2 separate regions of the Mus musculus genome follow, and region 1 is linked to region 2. The links are chromatin contacts, called in public HiChIP or PLAC-seq maps. All regions are on one chromosome and are shown on one strand. Each heading gives the region's core, a stretch centred on a gene start, on an enhancer-like site or on the middle of the called end of the contact. The rest is flanking DNA. Distances are from core to core; before and after follow the strand shown. Region 1 overlaps Ablim2 (actin-binding LIM protein 2). Region 2 holds the start of Afap1 (actin filament associated protein 1).

Region 1 (4,601 bases), core at 1,484-3,983, 110 kb after region 2:
GTGGCTGGTGGCCTCAGGGACAGGAACAAGGGCACAGGGATGGAAGGAAGGCAAAGGTCATGAGACACCTTTCTATGGAACCTGGGGCCCTGGGATATCAATGTTACCCACACCTGGGGGTGGAGATGAGCCCCTGAAGGAGGGGCTATGAAGAAAGAGAAGGAGGAGAGAGAAATCACCAGCTTTGTGGGTGAGTTATGTGTCTATACCCTGCCCCATGCTCCTTGGAGGGAAATGGGGGACAGGCAGTGGGCTAGCATCTCTCTGGAAGATAGACCCCAGCTCTAGCTTCCTGGGAGATTCCCTAGCCCCAGCGTTCTGAGCAGGACAGCAGATGGTATGGTGTAGACCCAAAAGTACATTCAAGCCAGCTGAGTGCTCAAGCACTTTGCTCCCATTGGGGTCCCTGCTCACCAGTGGGGTGATGGGGACCCAGGAGTTGACAGCAACTGCCTCCTCAGCCCTCCCTATCAGCTGTATCTCAAAGTCTACCTGTCCACTCTCAAGTAATGTGACTGTGCAAGAGAAGCCCCACCTCCAGATCCAAGCTAAGACCTAACTGGTTTATGCTAATGAGCAATCTGCATATTCCTTCCCAAAGGATGTATGCTTGAGGGATAAGGAACCTTGGCCTGGGTTTAGGGAAAGAGTAGCCCCCCCCCCCAGATCCCCCAGGACATGCCCCATTTTCTTCCTGTGGATTTGGGATAAGGATATGGGGGGGGGCGGTTCTTACCCTACATGGACCATGCATGCTGATGCAGAGGGTCTTAAAGAGAGGAAATACAGTCCTAAAACCTCTGAGACCTGAGGGTGACATAAGGGGCCAGAGCCTCTTGTACCATGTCCACTCTCATTGCCTAGTGGCTTCCAAGCTGCTCAAAAACAGCACCCCAGACACATGGATGTGTTTACCTGTTGTGGGTAGTGTCTTAGGGTTTCATCACTGTGAACAGACACCATGACCATAGCAACTCTTATAAAGGACATCATTTAATTGGGCCTGGCTTACAGTTTCAGAGGTTTAGTCCATTATTATCAGGGTGGGAAGCATGGCAGCATGTAGGCAGACATGGTGCTGGAGAAGGAGCTGAGAGGTCTACATCTTGATCCGAAGGCAGCAGAAGGAGACTGTATACCACACTGAGTATAGCCTGAGCATATGAGACCTCAAAGCCCATCCCACAGTGACATACTTCCTCCAGCAAGGCCACACCTACTCCAACAAAGCCACATCTCCTAATTGTGCCACTCCCTGTGGGCCAAGCATTCAAACCCATGAGTCAGTGGGGACCATTTTTATTCAAACCATCATAGGTAGAGTTCACCCCTCTAGAATCCACAGCTTCTAGCCCTTAGGAGTGCTTTCCAGTCCCATGACTTTGTGCAGGCAAGTTCATGTGGTTGGCTTGGACCAATGGCTGCTCATAGGCAGAAGTGACCATGTGACTGACCCATTCCTATTGCAAGCCTGAGCAAGCAGTCCTGGTCACTCCCCTGTTCCTTTATGCTTCTGCTAGTGTGGCAAGACATATGTGGTAGCCTGTGGGCCCAGGAGAGAGGAGAGAAAAGGAACAGAGGCCCCACCATACCCAGCAAGGGCAGCTCATCTACAGCCCACTGCAGACCTTCACTAAGTGATAAGAACTCATTGTTGGGACTGGAGAAGTGGCTCGGTTAGTTTAGAGCACTGGCTGCTCTTACAGTTTACCTGGGTTGGGTTCCCAGCACCTACATGTTACCTCAAAACCATCTGCAACTCTAATTTCAGGGGATCCAGCACCCTCTTCTGCCCTCTGTGGACATCAGGCATATACATGGTGTATATACACCCATGCAGGCAAAATACTCATACACAGAAGTATATAAATAACTCTTTTCTAAAAAAGAGTTTGCTGCCAATGAATGCCTGTGACCTTGGGCTGTTCTGCTGTGGGTGTATTAGTGCCCTGGGTCATTGTAGACTAGGTACTTACAGACTAGGTAGACTAGAACCAGAGTCCAAATGAGGAGTCACTGGGAAGTTCAGGCATGGCAGGGCCAGGCTGGGGACTAAGGAGAGATTTCCTCCTGGCCTCTCCTGCTGCTGAGACTCCCACCTCTGCCTCTGGGAAGCTTCTCCTTCCCAGTGGAGCTGTCTCTATTCCTCCTCTACACCCTCCCCTTTCTTGTAAAAATGTCTGTGACAGCAAGGGGATGAGGGTGGGGCTCAACTCATGATCCTGGGCTGTCTCCTGTCTCAGCATTCTTGACATAATCCCACCTGCAATGCTCCTGTTTTCTAACTCAGATGATGGTTGCAGGTGGGAGGGATGAGTTTGGGGTGTTTGTTTGTTTGTTTGTTTTTGCTTTATTGTTGGTTTTTTGTTTGGTTGGTTTGTTTTGTTTTCTCAGCCTCCCATACTTAGCGATGATTGGGCTAATGTGACAGTATTTTGTGCCAGGCCTCCTCAGAGCCGTCCTTACCATGAGGGGTGTACATCTCTGCCGCTTCCAATTCAGTTCAACTTCTTATGTAAAGCATGCTGCAGCGACCCACTAAACTGATTTCACACCAGAGAACAGGTCGCCACCCGCAGTGCAGAACGTCCTATCCCAACCCCCACAGCTGCCCAGGCAAGGCGGGGACAGGCTAAACAGCAAGATTTCAAGGGAAGAGGTGAGCTGTTTACACACACCCACAGTAGAACCCCCACCCCACCCCACCCAGACACTTCACCTACTTCCTATTCTCTTCCTCATGCCAGCTCCCAAGGCTGCAGCCTGCACCCACCCGAGAAGCTAGGTCCCTGACCTTCAGACCCATGGGAACCTGGATGTTTCTGGGAAAGAGGCATTTGCTGGAGGGAGCAAAGGTTTGTGTGTCCTGGTGCAGCTCATCTAACTAACTCATCTCTCTCGTGAACACTACTGATGGATTGGAAAGTGCCCCACTCACCCTGGGGAGCCCTTATTCTCAGCTTCATGTTGTCCCTTACAACCTGACACCCCAGTGTCCTGATCCCCACTGCTCACAGCAATATCAGTGGTTGAGACTACAGCTGAGTATCCATAATTCAAGATGCCCAGGACCACAAATGTTTCCGGTTTCTAATGTCCCCAAACACTTAGACTCCTGGAAGTATGTCTGAGCTCAGGATGTTTGTATTTGCATAATGGGATCTCAGGATATTTACATATGCATAATGGGGTTGCAGGGACCCAGACCTGAACCTTGGGTCTTTCTTCTGTAGTCTGAATGTAACTTGACATCATATTTTTTAAAAATTCTGTGCATGAAAATGAAGATTCATGCTGTGGAATTTTCCATGTGTGACACACAGTGCTAGAGCAACAAAAGTTTAGGGTTTGGAGCATTTTGAATTTTACATTTTCAGTTGAGAGATTCTCCAACTAGACTAACATCTTCACTTTTGAACAAGTAAATTCAGGTGCCAGTGAAAGAAAATAAAACTTGAGACCTGTGATTCATGTAATTTATGTCAAATAGCCCAAAGAGTTGTTTGTGAGCTTTGAAACCTGGGGTTGAGAACATAGAAGAACAGGCCAGGACATGCCCGGGCAGGACTGCCATTAAGACATTCCTGAGGCTGCTTGGCCATAAAGATAAAGAGAATGACATGCTGGACTGGCCCTGCGCCTCCCTATCTCCTGCTCTTCTGACCTAAGTTAAATCTTATCTGCATGTACAGTTGGCTGATGTTTAAATGGACCAATCATGTGAAACTGCATCAATTCCTCCCCCAGTCCCAGCCCCTTTTCTATAAAAACCCCTAGCTTCCAAGCCTCTTGGTCAAATCCACTGTCTCCTGCGTGAGATACTTTTCGACCCAGAGCTCCGCCATTAAACTACCTCATGTTTTTACATCAAGACAGTCTGTTTGTTCATTATTCTTGGGTGCACACCAAATCGGGAGGTGAGTGGGGGTTTTCCCACTAGGTTCTTTCACCAGAAACAGGGAGACTTTCAGTGTGACTTTAAAGTGAACAAGACATCCATGCCCCTTCAAGGATAAGAAAACTCACCATTTGAGGGGCAAGAGACCTTGCCTAGTTGTTGGTAAGGAATGTCAGTCCTAAGTACTGGGCCCCCAGCTCAGCTGCGTGCTGGATGCCTCCCTGGGAGACCCACACTCTGTCACAGCCAGGAAACAGCTCACTGTTGTATTCTCAGTCACCACAGCTTTGTCCTTGCCCAGCTGCCTTAGTCATTTACCCAGCGCCCTGTGACCTTGGTCCAGAGACCTTGCCTTGGGGCCTGTCTGACCATCTGTAAATCGGGGATGTGGCCCACCTAGGCTGCAGGAGGTTGAGGAGAAGATATGCTAGGGCAGGGCTGGCCCTCAGGACAGGCTTTCCCTGCCAATTTCTGACAATATCCAGACCAACTGGTGCAAAATCCCATGAATAACAGGCATTGATTCTCACACAGTCACAGAGAGCAGAGGCCCCATGGCAATGAACGCCAGGACCACATTTCCCCTGGGACCCAAGGAGGACCCCACCTCCATCCTGCCTTGTTTGTTGGTCACAGGCCACCAGGCTGTCATTGGTCTGTGATTGTTCCACCCACATGGCCTCCTGGCTCTGTCTACCATCTG
Region 2 (4,243 bases), core at 539-3,038:
ATTAGTTAGTAGCTGAGGAGGGCCCAGCCTGAGGGGCAGCATCAGGTCCCCTCCCTGGACCTCACCCCAGGGCTGCCTTCATAAATCTGATCTCCAACTGTAACTGCTTTGGCTTGGTTCCCTGGGTGTAGATTTTCTTGATTCAAACTCATTCTGCAGCACGCCAAGTTCTTGGGAGAGTTTCTTCCACTTGCCAGGCGCTGACTGGGAGTTACAAAGTCAACTCTCTGGCTTTCCAGATTTTTTTTTTCTTCCCAACGGAAGAAATCAAGAAGCTGAGGGCAGAGAGGCTCTGCTCCCTCCAATCAGCACCGGCCTCTGGGTCGCCAGGCCTAAGTCAGGAGTAAGAAACTCCATGGCTGGACTTGCAGCTTCCAGCACAGTGACAGCCCCACGCTCCCCAGAGACCCGCAGGGTGAGGGGCACGTTCTCAGACGGGCTACTCCAGAGCCCGTGTAGCGCCCCCCACCCCGCCCGCTCCCCGCTTCAACTCACTGAATAAAGACAATACCAAAGTCCGGTCCACACCACCTTAGGCTAACTGCGCCCAGCACGCACAGGGCTTCGCTCACCTCACCGAAACTCCAGTGCCCAATGCACACCCAAAGCGGGGGCCAGGACTGAATGGGCAAAGCCTGGGTCGACAAGCCATGGGACACAGGACCAGGATCCCATGCGCGCGTGTCCACGCTGTCACCTTCACTGACACACGAAATCGTACCAATACAGGGACAGAAACAGCCTTTCCACCCGCCAAGCCTCCCCACACACTTAAGTCCACGTAGTTACCTCCGGAGCCATCCACACCACATAGGGAAACAGGAAGGCTCCCTCACACAAGGGTCCCCCAACCCCCGGTCCCTCTTGGTGACAATCAACTAGCTACACCCAAGAAGGAGGGCCGGAAAAGAGCCCACTCGTGGGGTGGCCAGGACCTGGAGGTGCAGAGCCCTCTGTGCCACCCGGCGGCGAGACAATGCCAGGGCGCACAGACTCCTGAGTGCTCGGGTCCATCCAGGCCAGCCCTCTCGGTGTTCCTGTCCCTCTAGAGGAGAAGGCAGCTGCCACCAACCGGGCAGCACACTCTCCGACCCATTTCAGCCGACTGCCAAGCCGGGAACCCCAGTTCAGCCTTAGCGATCGTCCTGCAAGTCCAAATATGCGGTCTGTCCTTTAGGTCTCGGATGACCGGATCTTCGAACAGTTCTTGGAAAACCATCCCAGCCCGCTGACCCTGCCCAGCCCTGTCTGGGGACCCTGAAGGGCCTCGGGGACCCTACCTGGCCCTGGGGACTCTGACCTCCAGGGATCCAACTTAGCCCTGGAGACCCCGTCCACCCCTGTATAGGGACCATGCCCTGTCCGGAGACGCTGCCCTGTCAGGAGTCCCTGGTCAGTCCTGTCTAACACCCTGAAGGGCCTCGATGACCCTACCCGGCCCTGGAGATCCTGCCCAGCCTTGTCTGGGGACCCTGCCCGGCCCAGGGCATCCAGCTTGGGGACCTTGCCCGAGGACATCGTGGGACACCTGGCCCCGCTACGGGTTCAAAGTCGCCGCCGCCTCACCTCAGGATTCAGTGGCTCGTGAGCACTGGACGGCCGAGAGGAGCGCAGCCCGCGGAGCGCCCGCTGCCTCAACAATGGAGCCCGGGGCGGGGCCCTGCGCAGCTCAGCGATCTCTCAGTCGGGACCTGGAGCCCAGACACCGCCGGTGCGAGCTGTGGCCGGAGGATTCTGCGCAGGCGCGACAGGCCCCGCCTGCCTCCATAGCCCCGCCCCCTGAACAGCAAGAACCCGCCCTCTAGCCAATGGTTAGGGAGTTGGGCGGAGGGGGCGGGGCCAGGAGGAACAAAGAGAGGCTGGGCGGGGCCGTGGGTCCGAGCCGGCACCCGGGACTCTGCGCTGATCTGATTTCGCTTCGGGCTCAGCGCCCACGTGGACTAAGCTCAGTGGTACTCGGTGCTCACCCCAAAGCTAGAATTGGTTCTAAAGGAAAACTGATGGTTCTTGCCATCCGAATTGCGATCCTCATAGCCTTGTCCGTCTTCTGGTCGAAGGGTGTTGGTATCATTAAGGGTGGAAAGAAAGAGAAAACTCCCTTTAGGTGCTGTGCCAAGCAGATCCATTTCGCTGTCCTACTTCAGGATCCAATTATTAATCTCATCCCTTTCCTGCTCAGAGCCTTGTTTTTGTTTTTTGTTTTTCCATTCCCCCACCAGGCATGACTCCTATCTACCTACTACCATTTCCATTTATCCATATCTCAATTATCTTTAAAATTCGCCCAAGCCTTAGAGGACTGTTCTGGAATGTATCTCTACAACATTCGTGGATTTCCCTCTATTTCACAACCTGTCCCTCTTCTCCAAGACTTCCCTTCTGCCTCTGACGAGAGCCTTTGTGATCATGGCTGGAGACAGCATGCTTCTCTTGGGATGGATACCCTCATCAGAAGCCCTATCCACATACATGATCACTGCAGGATCCAATCCAGTCAGCAGTGATCACCAGACCTCAGTTGGACTCCCCCCAAATTACAAATAGCTTACTTCCAGAGACAGGCCAGCCTGCCGCTCCTCAGTGAGTCCTGGAGTCCATGCAGAGCCTCAATCCTCCTGTCTGACTCCCCAAGCCAACAGATGATCTGCTTGCCCAGGCACTGGGGCCTCTTGGTACAGCCCCTTATTCGAGAAGAGCTATTCTTGGGAATGGGTTTGATTGGTGTGGTTAGTGTTAATTGTTAACTTGTTGTGAAGGATTACCTCATCGCTGAGCATGCATGTACAAAGTAGTTACCTAGATTTGGTTGAGGTGGGAAGACTAACACTGAAGGTGGGTAGCACTTGTCACTGGGCTCAAGTCCTGGTCTGTTTTAAAAGGAGCCATCTAGTTGAGTTCAGGTATTAATTGGCCTCAGCTTCTTGAAGGTGAGTGTGGTAGGACCAGCAGCCTTCAGCTCCTGACACTGTGACTTCCTTACAGTCAAGGACTGGACCACAGCTGGAGAGCCGTGGGCCAACAGAAACCGTTCTTTCCTAACTTGCTTTTGTCCAGGTATTATCAGGACAACAGAAAAGCGAGACATTCTGGGACACCGTCCTGCTGTACGAGCTGTGCTGGGACACAGAGGCAGGATGGTGGGCTGCTTTGCTCAAAAATGAGAGCAGCTGTGCTTGGGGAAGGCCAGAGAAGGAGACAAATAAAGGGAGCCAAGGAAGATGGGAGGGGAAGGCAGGTGGCGTGAGGATGGGAGAGATGGCTATTATGGCCCGGAACATTCTAAGAACAGAAATGTCTAAAGGCCAGTCACTCCAACCTGTGTTACCCTCTCATGCTGTCATCCTGAGTGTCCTCCAGTGGCCTCAGGCCCGTTTCATATGAGCAGACAGGGTCCAGGGAGGGTTGGGGGTAACTGGTTCTGGTTGGAGTTGAAAGGGGTTGGCCATAAAGGAGTCCTCCAGGGCATCATTCACTATTTTATCCGAAGCTCAAGCAATTCAGTCCAAGTTTTCAAATTGGCTTTTTCAAAGATGACAGACCCTGTTGGCATCTGCATAGATTTCTGGCCAGTTCACTCCACAGCAATAAAATGTGGATGTGGACAGTGCCCCAGGCTCCAAACATAATTGTAGATATTTTCTTCTAAAATGAATCATAACTCATGAAAAATACCTTTAGTTATTTATTTTTGAGCCGTCTGCAGACTCTGGGTCTGTGCTACACTGATGGGGGAGGACATTAATCTCTTTCCTGGCTCTGAGGTGAGGTCACCTCCTCCTTCATACTCAGGCTTCCTCCTTGAGAACCTGAGCAAGGGACCAGAAGACCTCTGAGGCTCGTCCGTCGCATGCGCCTCGGCTTCTCTGAGGACCAGGATTTCAGTTCGGCTCCCTCTCCTTCCTCTGCCTCTCACCCTTTCGGCCAAGGTTGACCTGCATCGGTGGGTGAGCTGAGCTTCTGGATAGACACACAAATGCAGGTGCTAACTGGTAGTTTGCTTGTGGCTGTTCCCCCCAACACCCACCCCAAACGATAGCCACACCACATGTATCAGTCCGTGTTTGGTGACTTGGACACTTGTAGGAAAGGTAGAGAGGAGGAGAGTGTCAGAAGCGGAGGGCAGGGCCTAGAGCTCCACAACCCCAGCTTGAGTCCCATGAACTCCCCCAAGCTGTAATGCTATTAGATCAGCTGCCTGATGTGTGTGCATGTGTGTGTGTGTGTGCATGTGCGTGTGTGCATG

What was found. HiChIP or PLAC-seq counts read pairs in DNA pulled down with a chosen protein or histone mark.
Region 1: an H3K27ac HiChIP or PLAC-seq map of embryonic stem cells shows a contact between it and region 2, with 6 read pairs. The contact joins the enhancer-like site here to the promoter of Afap1 in region 2. A contact is called at or near these places in 1 of 484 Hi-C or Micro-C datasets (CD4 T cells) and 2 of 115 datasets of contacts at active chromatin or transcription factors (both in embryonic stem cells).

What each region holds. Positions count from the first base shown.
Region 1 is chr5:35,780,948-35,785,548 of GRCm38.p6, reverse strand. The region is part of intron 1 of Ablim2 (actin-binding LIM protein 2); the gene reads right to left. Among named protein-coding and RNA genes, the nearest start is that of Ablim2, 25 kb to the right of the region's middle. Within about 2 kb of position 2,733, at least 16 of the 459 cell types and tissues checked have an H3K27ac peak or open chromatin away from gene starts, as enhancers often do. A contact at or near this core is called in embryonic stem cells, where this site is marked.
Region 2 is chr5:35,890,864-35,895,106 of GRCm38.p6, reverse strand. It overlaps Afap1 (actin filament associated protein 1), which reads right to left and starts at 1,788. Exons shown (of 17, transcript NM_027373.2): 1 at 1,567-1,788.